Linked DNA regions of Zea mays: region 2 is linked to region 1. The links are chromatin contacts, called in public Hi-C maps. All regions are on one chromosome and are shown on one strand. Each heading gives the region's core, a stretch centred on a gene start, on an enhancer-like site or on the middle of the called end of the contact. The rest is flanking DNA. Distances are from core to core; before and after follow the strand shown.

What was found. Hi-C and Micro-C count contacts between places; a contact is called where the count stands out from the background.
Region 2: a Hi-C map of bundle sheath shows a contact between it and region 1, with 4 times the contacts expected there. The contact joins the promoter of LOC100281598 here to the enhancer-like site in region 1. A contact is called at or near these places in 5 of 25 Hi-C or Micro-C datasets (bundle sheath, ear, endosperm and 2 more).

What each region holds. Positions count from the first base shown.
Region 1 is chr4:212,133,586-212,138,862 of Zm-B73-REFERENCE-NAM-5.0, reverse strand. No RefSeq gene overlaps it. Among protein-coding and RNA genes, the nearest start is that of LOC100277850, 32 kb to the right of the region's middle. Within about 2 kb of position 2,067, at least 17 of the 20 cell types and tissues checked have an H3K27ac peak or open chromatin away from gene starts, as enhancers often do. A contact at or near this core is called in bundle sheath, ear, leaf and 1 more, where this site is marked.
Region 2 is chr4:212,373,267-212,378,543 of Zm-B73-REFERENCE-NAM-5.0, reverse strand. It overlaps LOC100281598 (ATPase, coupled to transmembrane movement of substances), which reads left to right and starts at 2,655. Exons shown (of 3, transcript NM_001154517.3): 1 at 2,655-2,956; 2 at 3,076-3,904. The coding sequence starts at 2,834.

The DNA.
Region 1 (5,277 bases), core at 818-3,317:
ACTCATTTTTATTTATTTTCCCGCAGCCTGGGACGGTGGACAATAATTTAGGGAAGCTCAGGGTTAAATCCATTAATGTTAGGACCTCAATTAAATACTTTCTATACGTAGGTGTAGTGCGAGCTGATTCACCAGATCTACAGGGGTTCTTTAGTAAAATGACACGGTTGTATATCGCGCTGTCTCTGAGTCATTGGATCTTGATCTGAGGGCGCATATTAGATTCTTTCTTTATCTTAACTGGTACGCTACACGAGCCGCAGGATCACAGATCAACGCTAGGTATCTAATATGGCGAAGGGGTAAGAAACGTTCTAATCTCAGCCATCCACTATGGGATCAACGTCACTCGTACTTCTTCCTTCCTTACGACGGCTCCCTAGAGGTGTTGGGTGGTTTTCCGAGGTGGGGCTTCGCCAAAGTGAAGGGCGTCTAGTGTTCCGTTACTTAATCCCTCGGGTGTACAAGGGCAAAACGGTGAGGCGAGAACGACGAAGCGACTCAGGGGACCTTACCGGCGTTTGGAGCGATGACATAGGTCGGCGACGGGCACCATGACTTGACACACTCCGATGATCGATTGTGCTTCCATAGCTAGGTCTATGCAGCGCTTGGCTAACCGAGGTGTAGGTTCCCAACATCCTCGCGATCCTCCCTATCATATCTCTTAGAATTAATTGGCAATGTAGGCGCGTAGCAGCTATAGCAGTTACGGCGGCGAGCTCGGTCAATGGCATAGGGGCAGAGGGCCCAACGTGGCTTGGTGTTGCTTGAGCAATACCTTATCCTAATAGATGAAGGAGCCAATAGTAAAAAAAACTATCCTTGAACGCATCTAGTTTTGAGTCTTCACCAATAGGCCTTCGACAGGGTTGCAGAATGGCGCCTCCGCCCACCATCTTGCTAGCACCTCATGCTCCTCTACGATCCTTCGAGTCCCAGGAGGCTAGGACCGCCTCTAGCCTCCGTGGCTTTGTTGGGACCAGCTCGTCGTTGGCTGGCGCCAAGGCTCCCTCGCCCTCATGGTCGCTGAGGTCACGACCTCTCACCCTCGCTGGAGCAAAGTTTCTTAATCATTATCCAAGGAAGATTTTATTTATCGACTAGGCAATATGTTTATTTTGCATGGGTCACCAGCATTTTTTTGAATTTATTGGGCAAGGAATTTGATCTGATGTTCCTTTCACACAACATCGCCAAGCGGAGGGGATATGCATATGACGACCCAGGATTGATCCAACAAGTAGCACCAGACAACAACCATGGTTGGAAACGAAAACTAAGGGAAAAAAGACTACCAAAAAGTATACCTCTTTGAAAATGAATAGATTTTTATTATGCGACACAGATGACCAATGGTCGATTAAATGACTTGATTGTGTGCTTAATTAACTTGATCTTCAAAAAATTTACAATACATTTTAAAATAAGAAAAGTGGGCAAATGCAGTTGTCTAGATTTCCTAGAACTAGACTCAATTAGAGGTATATTCTTATTTCACTAGTTTAATAACTTTTACTTCAATTTGTTATTATTAACTCATTTTTCTCTTTTTCATATTTTAATCGTTATATGGCATTTGACCACGATAACTCTTGAATAAGGTATTTTCCATATTCATTTGTAGTTATGTAGATTGTGTTGTAATTTTTTGTCATTGTATTAGCAATACTATGATTTTGGCGTGTCCTCCGCCACTGCTATGGCGTAAGTATAGATCGCATGCACTTGCTGGCTGAGAGGGTGTAGGTACCCGGTATTTATATCCCTGCTCGATGAGTCCCTATGGGAATGCGAGTTACCAACAATCCTTAGCGATTTCCGCGGTGGTCCAGTTTGTTACGGAGATCGCAGGAGAAACTGAACTGCAGTTCCTCTGATCAGATCGGCCGGTGGTAGAGGAGAGGATCCTGACTGGTAGGACCCACCCGACTGTCTTAGCGGGCGGTCGAGCGTGTGAGTGGATGAGAGCTGACTAGCTGAGATGGCCAACGGGGTGGTGAGAGTCCTAGGCGCGAGTCTGTTTTGCGACAGCCGTAGTCCGTTTCGAAGGAGAAGGATGAAGACCGGACGAGGAGGCCCACATGTTAGTGACACATTAGCTGATGTAAGCGTGATGTCGTAGCGATCTCATCTGTGGCTGGACTAATAAAGAAAAGAAAAAAAAAGACGAAGGGGCACATGGGCTGTGCACCTGCGTTGGTGAAGTGGGCTGACATGATCAAGAAATGAGCCAAGCAATTAGAGAGCCCAAATCGGATGTGTCTTCCCTTTTCTCTTTTCTTTTAGTTTCCTATTTTCTTTCCTTCCCATTTTAATGTTTCATATTTCAAATAAGTTTCAAACTTCTAATTTAAATTCAAATGCAACAATAAAAAAACCAAGCATGAGATACAATATATCAAAGTAATTTTTTATATTAGTTATTTTTCTTATTCAAATAAATGTTCTAGTAAGGCTCGTTTATTCAATAAACAAATTGAAACTTCGTATGTTTTAAATTTGAATTCTAGTTAATCAATAATTTAACATTTACCATTTATTCAGTTTCAAGAAAATAATTTCAGAGGTAGGGAAAATTCTTACTATAACACATTTTCATTTATTTCTTTTTGGTAGAATTACTATAAATTACCAAAATTGGATTTTGGGTGTTACACCTGCCTCTCAAGCTCCTTGTTGCTCGAGGAAGAAGATGAGTCACCGGAGTCGTGGTCAAGGTTGCTAAGGGAGGCGAGGAAGGCACACTCCTTCAACTTGGCCTTCTAGAGGTACTTCTTCTTGAGTGCCTCCTTGTCGAACCTCCCCTTGGACTTGTGCTCGTTGGTGGTGTACTTGCACTTTCCCTTGCGTCGACCAGAGTGGTGGTCGCACTGTCTAGCCTCCGGCTTACCATTCTTGGGGAAACTAGTGATGAAGTGGTCAGGGTCACCGTAGTTATAACATCCATCCTTGTACTCGCCACACCACATGTTCTAGCGGTTGTTGTGAAACCACGTGAACCTGCTGGCCACAAGCACCAGCTCCTCATCCTTAAGGCTCTCCACCTACTCCTCTATGATGGTCAACAAAAAAGATAAAGCAAACAAAGCGGGTGAAGGATTAGAAGAAGAACCACCTCCAGAGACCAGGGCCATTGTGGATGCACGAAGGTTCTCAATCTTGGCTCGAGTCTGGTGGTCAATCTTAGTGGACTTGAGCTTACTGAACAGCTCATCCATGGTGAGAGTCTCATAATTGGGCGACTTGATGATCACTGAGACCTTTACCTCCCAACCCTCCGATCTAGAGCATATAGTAACTTGAGTGCTCTCTCATGATCATCATAGGTCAGTTGTGCCTTGTTTGCGCGCGTCTTGTTCACTATTAACTGGAACCGAGAGAACATGATGTTGATCATCTCTACAGCCAACTGGACAAAGTTCTCATACTCCCGCATGTACATCTCAAAGGGTCTGGTCTTTATGTGATCATTGGTCTCATGGAATTTCTCGAGGGTGGACTAGATCTTGTTAGTCATACCCAATGTACAACTCGTTCAAACTCAGCAAACGAGAGACATGAGAACAAATCTTTTCTGGCTTTGTTGTTCAAATCACAGAACTCTATCTACATAGGCATAATTCGAGCACCATGAACCTCGAAAGCAGCATCAAGGAAAATCTCCCATACCTAATAGCTGATACTCTAAAGACACGCAGACATGCAAATCTTCCAGTATGGGTAATTTGTCACATTGAAGAATAGAGGTTTGCCAACACCTCGTTCCATGTCACCTTCAATCAATCAATAACCGATTAGGATGTATTGATCCTTAACCAGCTCCAAAATCAATTGAAGGACCGATGAGATGACCAAAGGGGGTGAATGGGAGCCACTAAAAATTTCTCTACTCGAGAGCATCGTGACTTGATCCCAACTTCAACACAAACCCCACAGGACAATGAAAAGCAGTAGAACATTGTGCATATCAATACAGTGTTGATTGACTGCAACAAAATACTATAACAAAACAAACACAACAATATGTAGAAAACCATAAGCAAAACTATAGAACAGACGAAGCGGTAGTGCCGCTCTAATGGTCGGTAGTGCTAGGCAGCGGTAGTGCTGCGCAGGTGAGCGACAGTGACTCACCACAAAACCTGCACATAATCCTCTCAAATTTCACAAACAATTCGTGCAGAGAGAAAGAAGATGTTTTGTGAAGTTTCAACTAGAACAAATCAACATCGCATGAATAGATTCAAAATCTCGCTTTGATTGAGGTTTTGTTGGGGTTTTCTCAAATGAATTCAAAATGAGGTGATATTGGATCACAACCAAAAACTACTCAAACCTGATATTTGGAGTGGTCTAGAGACTGATATTCACTGCAAGTCAATCTCCAATACAAACAACAACTCAAGAGATCAAAGGTTCTCTCAAAAACTAAAGAGAGAAGAGAGGAATCAAGAGTGGAGATAAAATCAAAAAAAATTGCACCAACCACAAACTGAGCACATGATTTGATGAACGCTAGACCGCTGATGGTTATTGCCACCCTTCCTCACAAAATCATAGGTTCATAGATGTGGAGTTACAAATCATCTGTGGATCTCGGGCTAAACTATGCAACCTATAGAAAGAAACTAAGTTTTTCTAAACAAGAACCTAATGAAAGATAACCAAAGAGATGGTTGTACACAACAGCCCTCCCTCGTATTTATATAGAGTTATTTCGCTAATCGAAATTACCCCTAGATATAAAGAGCTTATCCAGTTAACTGGGGGCAAAATGGACCAACTCCTGGAATATGCATCTGACGGCCACACGCTGCACACGAAGTTGCTTTACCTCGATGCACCCTTCGCGATGACGCCATGTGCCACCTCTGATTCTTGTCAGAACAGCACCGCCAAGTTTTGAGGCTCAAACTCGATGAAACCTACCATCTGTAGTGCTGGGTTGTTTTTAGGCCCAACCACAAAACCATCGTGAGTAGCGTACTCCATACATGTCCCCCACGTCCTAGTCACGTGTCCCGCTAGTCCTCGATCGCGTCGGTGACACGATCCACTCAGCCACGTCCTCGCGTTGGTGCGTGTCCCAGGTGTCAGCCACCACGATTAGTCACATGGATCACTCATCCTTTGCCACTCTCGATCCATTGGCTCGAATCTGCATGACCTTCACCTTCACCGTAGACCACCGTCTCTGTGCTCCACACCTGCACACCACAAGTTGAGAGACATTTTTGCACAACACATAATCTCATAGTCTAGTTAGTCTAGCAA
Region 2 (5,277 bases), core at 1,406-3,905, 240 kb before region 1:
ATAAAGTCTTTGACAAAAATGAAAAGCTTGCAGAGAAATGGATCAGGAAACTACCTTATGTGGTCTGGAGCTTGCGAACTCAGCTCAACTGATCCTTACATGGAATTACACCTTTCTTTATGGTGTATGGATTCGAGGCAGTATTGCCAGCAGACTTGGCCTTCGGGGCACCCACATTAACCTTCAAAAGCATTGCTGAGGCAGAAGCAACCTGACTTGAGGAAACGATGTACTAGAAGAAGAACGTTTGAACATTGCAGTCAGACATATATCACCAAACCCTTAGGCGCTATCATGAAAAAGTTGTACGACACCGGGCGTTCATAGTCGGAGACCTGGTGCTTGGTCGCATACAGTCAGAAGAGGGACGACACAAGTTGTCACCACCATGGGAAGGACCTTTCATGATTACAGAAGTAACTCGGCCCGGATCATACCGGCTAACCTAGATGGATGGTACTCTAGTAGGGAACTCATGGAAAATCGAGCAGCTCTAGAAGTTCTATCCATAGTAGCACCACAAACTCTAGGTGGTAGACTACAACTTGTAATCCGGTGACCTCATTCTCAATAATGGTTCTCAATAACTGGTACGACACGGTCTTTAAATTACAACACGACGTAGGTAGGATTTTATTATATATTAGCCGTTAAAAGAAAAAATAATGTTATTTATTAGCCGCGCGCGCACGTTTACTTATGTCATTGTAAATAAGTTTCGAGTATTATATGAGGGCACGCAACACATTGTATGTAGAAGGAATAATACACGGATATGTATGTATACCCTCTTCTCTTCGAAGCTGCACGCATCGCGCTCGTCTCGCGCAGCATGTATCGCGGTATATACATACAGCAGTAGTACAGGTTTATAGGGGGCGGGGAAGCAGAGAGTAACTGACGTGAGGTGGTCCGTATTACGTACACGCAGTATATACGTACGTGCAGCTTGTCGGCATATGCCCGCGAGAGGTAGTGGCTGGACATACACGTCGTCGTGGCATCGCATGCACGCAGATCCAAAGAAGGAGCTGTACCTCGTGGTGGGTGCAGTGCAGGGTCGCCGGCACCCGGCAGGTTTCCTGGCGGGGCATCGTGGACGAGGACAGATGGAGACGCGCGGGGGCCGGGGCCGGGGCCGCCTTGTTGCCTTGGAGTGCTTCTATATATTTGCCTCGTTGCCCGGACTAGTTACTTGACCTACTGACGGTAGAAACGCAAGGAGCTAGCGGTACAGTGGTAGCTACTCCTACGACTACGAGCTATATATATTTATATATATAGCCTACGACCTCGATGATATGACTGCATGGCCATCCTCCATTCCTGCCTCCGAGTCTGCAACGTAGGCATGCCTATCCGTCGTACTCCACGTCGCTGATGCGGCTGATGGTGTTGTAGCCTTGTACAGGAGGAGTAGCTTGCATTGCACTGGCAGCCAGCACACACGAGAATGGCAATGCGAGCTGCTGGAACGAACCGGCCTTCTGCATGCGCCAAACGCACGGCCTATATATACATATACATGGGTGCGTGGGAGAGCGGCGACGCTGACGTTATCAGCTTATCGATCCACGGTCACTGTGAGTTTCTGTGTGTGTAGTCGGCACTAGATTAGGCAGTAGTAGCATGCACCTCTAGTTTTCTTTTGACCGGCCGTTGGTGGTGTGGTGTCATGCAAGTACCGAGAAACCAGCAGACGATATATATCCATATTGCGTCAAAAAAAATTACACGATGTTAAGCCTTATAGACATGCCAGTTTGCTTTGAACTGTATCGGGTGTACCAAAAATAATATTTAGTACTATAAAAATATATTTCATGGATAATTATCGATTCGTTTTTACATTAATTTAATTGAACTTAAATTTGTTTGACCCACAGAGGAACGAGAATTGTTGCACTATTTCCTCTACGGAGGTAGGGATCGAGTGCTTATTAGTTATTACTAGTTCGATCGACCAAAGATTTAAATAAAGATTAGATCCCTAATATTTATTATTATGTGAAATAAGCACTCCTATTTGATTAGAGTAAATCACACGCACAGCACATTTTTACAGGAAACGCAATAGGGAATCGTAATCGTCTGATACTGTTTTTTATGAATTATTAAAAAATAGTTTTGAAGTAACGTTAGGTTATAGCAGATCACCAATTATCTTTTGTTTTAACGGCAGGGAAGGAGCAGGCAGCGCGGTTGGGACGGGGGAGTCTCTGCTGTACGCTGTGCTTGTGCACATGCCGCCCCACTACGCCGCCACAGTTTCGTGTGGCCTTCCTTCCCCAACCCAGGCAGCCAGCCCGCCCCCTGCTGGTGTAGGAGTAGCAAACGTGTACACCTCTCTAGCTGCCCGTCCTCTCCCGCCGTTGCATTGCATCGCATCTTTCCCGGACCGGACGACCGGTGTCACACAAGGATGGAACGTCCGGAGTCCGGACGACCGGTGTCACACACGGATGGACCAGCTGGTGGGTCCAAAAGCGGCTCCGCTCCGTTCCGTCCTCCGCCGGTGGGCCCGCCGCCCCACTCGCCGCGCCCTCCCGGGCTCCCGCCACGTGCCCCCTCTCCCCCACTAACCGTGACGTGGACCTCACCACCACCCGCATGGCCGCCTCCATATAAACCGCGCCCCGCCTCGCCGTCCCCTTCCTCCTCATCACTCTGCTAATAAGCTGCCCCGGCCTCCCCTCAAGTTCTCTCTCTCTATCGCAAGCGGCCACCTTGCACCCCTGGCCAGTCCCATCCACACCACCCAATCCTGCTGCGTTCTATATAAGCTGCTGGAGCATCTTGTGCTTTGTTCGATACTAGCGGCCACGTACGTACAATGCCTCCTAACGCCGAGGACGTGCACGGAAGCGGCGGCGGCGGCGCCCTCGCCACGACGGCCCCTGCGGCGTCCAAGATGGACTGCTTCTTGACCACCGTCTGCACGCCGCTCGACCTCCAGGTAGGTGGTGCCTGCGACGACCTAGGAGGCTAGAGGACTATAGGAGACGACGGCTATATATACCTGCTTCCAAAGGAATTGAATCCAAATTAACACACCGATTTGTCGGTTGTCTCCAGTTCATCGACGTGTCGTACCGCGTCAAGCAGACGGAGCGGTCGGCGTCCAAGGCGCCGCCGGGCGGCCGGATATCACACTCGGGTCCCGGCGCCCCCGCGACGGCGGAGGAGCGGACGATCCTCAAGGGGATCACCGGCGAGGCGCGTCCGGGGGAGGTGCTAGCGGTGCTGGGCCCATCGGGGAGCGGCAAGTCGACGCTGCTGTCCATCCTGGGGGGCCGGCTGGCGGGCCGCCACAGCGGGACGGTCCTGGCGGGCGGGCGCCCTCCGTGCCGCGCCGTGCAGCGCCGCACGGGGTTCGTGGCGCAGGACGACGTGCTGCACCCGCACCTGACGGTGCGCGAGACGCTGGCCTTCTGCGCCATGCTGCGCCTCCCGCGGTCCGCGCCGGCGTCCGCCAAGGCCGCCGCGGCCGAGGCCGTGATCGCGGAGCTGGGCCTCGCGGCGTGCGCCGACACCGTCGTCGGGAACGCCTTCGTGCGCGGCGTGTCCGGGGGGGAGCGCAAGCGCGTCAGCATCGGGCACGAGCTGCTGGTGAACCCGAGCCTGCTGGTCCTCGACGAGCCCACGTCGGGGCTGGACTCCACCGCCGCGGCGCGCCTCGTGGCGACGCTGTCGGCGCTGGCAAGGAAGGGACGCACCGTCGTCCTGTCCGTGCACCAGCCCTCCTCCCGCGTCTACCGCATGTTCGACTCCGTGCTGCTGCTCGCCGAGGGCAGCTGCCTCTACTTCGGCGCCGGCCGCGACGCCATGGACTACTTCGCCTCCGTCGGCTTCGCGCCGGGCTTCCACGTCAACCCGGCCGACTTCATGCTCGACCTCGCAAATGGTGAGTCTCTCTCGTGCTTTACGCTACCTTCCTTTCCTTGTTGGCCTCAGCAAAAGGCTTTGCGTTGCATGTCTCTTATTATGCGTTGTTTCAGTTTCCTGTGCATTACCTATAAGACAAGTGAAAGAGCTAGCTAACTAACCACCAAATTCATCATGGTCTGATCCTCTGCGACAGGAAAAGCAGACACACACACACACATACATATATTTCTCTTCATTCTTAGCTAAGCTAGCTAACCAAAAGATTATGAAGAGTTGAAACACACATTTAGAGACATGAGAGAGAATCACTAGATTGACCAGATCACTACTAGAACAAGTGGCGTTGAAGTCTGGAGCAAGTGTCTGTGTGTTCTTGCTCACCTTTTTTCTGCAATTGATGAGAGGATTAGATTCATCATGAGACCGGAGACAAGCGCAACGCCTGGTGAGTGAGTGTGGAGTGCACCCAACAAAGAAGAGAGAGAGAGAGAGAGAGGGGAGAGAGAAAGAGCATGAGAGGAAGGGGGGAAAAAGAGTGGAGATGGTGAGTAGTGCCTGCCATGCATCCCTCCCTAGTGCTTTATTTTCTGCAAAGCACTTTATGGTTGAAAAATCACACACCTACAGGGACACCTGTCACTGAAGGTGGGAATTAGGGCACTACCACTGTGGCTGAACATCATCATCGTCCAACAGAAAGGTACATACTATATACTAGCTATGCTTGGTAGATACTCCCAGAGCCATTCTAAGGGCCTGTTTGGCATGGCTCCAGAGCAAAACTCCAAGGAGGAGCTGACCAGAGCATGCCAAACACCCTAACTCCAGAGTTGTAAACTCTATGGAGTTTTTGGAGCTGCAGTACAATTTTTTGGAGTACCTCTTTTGCTGCTCTGAAAACTCCAAAAAAACAACCTAGTCATGGAGTTTTGAGTTATTTACCCGCCATTGCCACTGGTTATGAGAAACAATCTAAACTCTGGAGTAGAGCTGCTCCACCCAGAGTTTTAGAGTAGAGCTGCTCTGGGATGGAGCAGAGCCATGCCAAACACACCCTAAATCACGTAAGCCAATCTGGTCTACACACACCATAGGTATTTGAACATCAAGACTCGCGTATCGACTATCGGAAAAATTAATTAAAGGGCGTCGTATATTGTGGATTATATATTAGCACACGGGCTATATATATGTCACTGCACACACAGGGGTGACGGATGGATCTCCGACACTCGTGGCAGCTTTTAGTTGGATCTGGTCCCTTTATTTGCCTCTCTCTTTTTTTTAATTTTTTTACATGGTGTCCGAATGCATCAGAACGAAGCATGAACGAGCAAATGGTAGATATATCGGCTCTTATTAATCGGCCATTAGGGAGTGACATGCAGG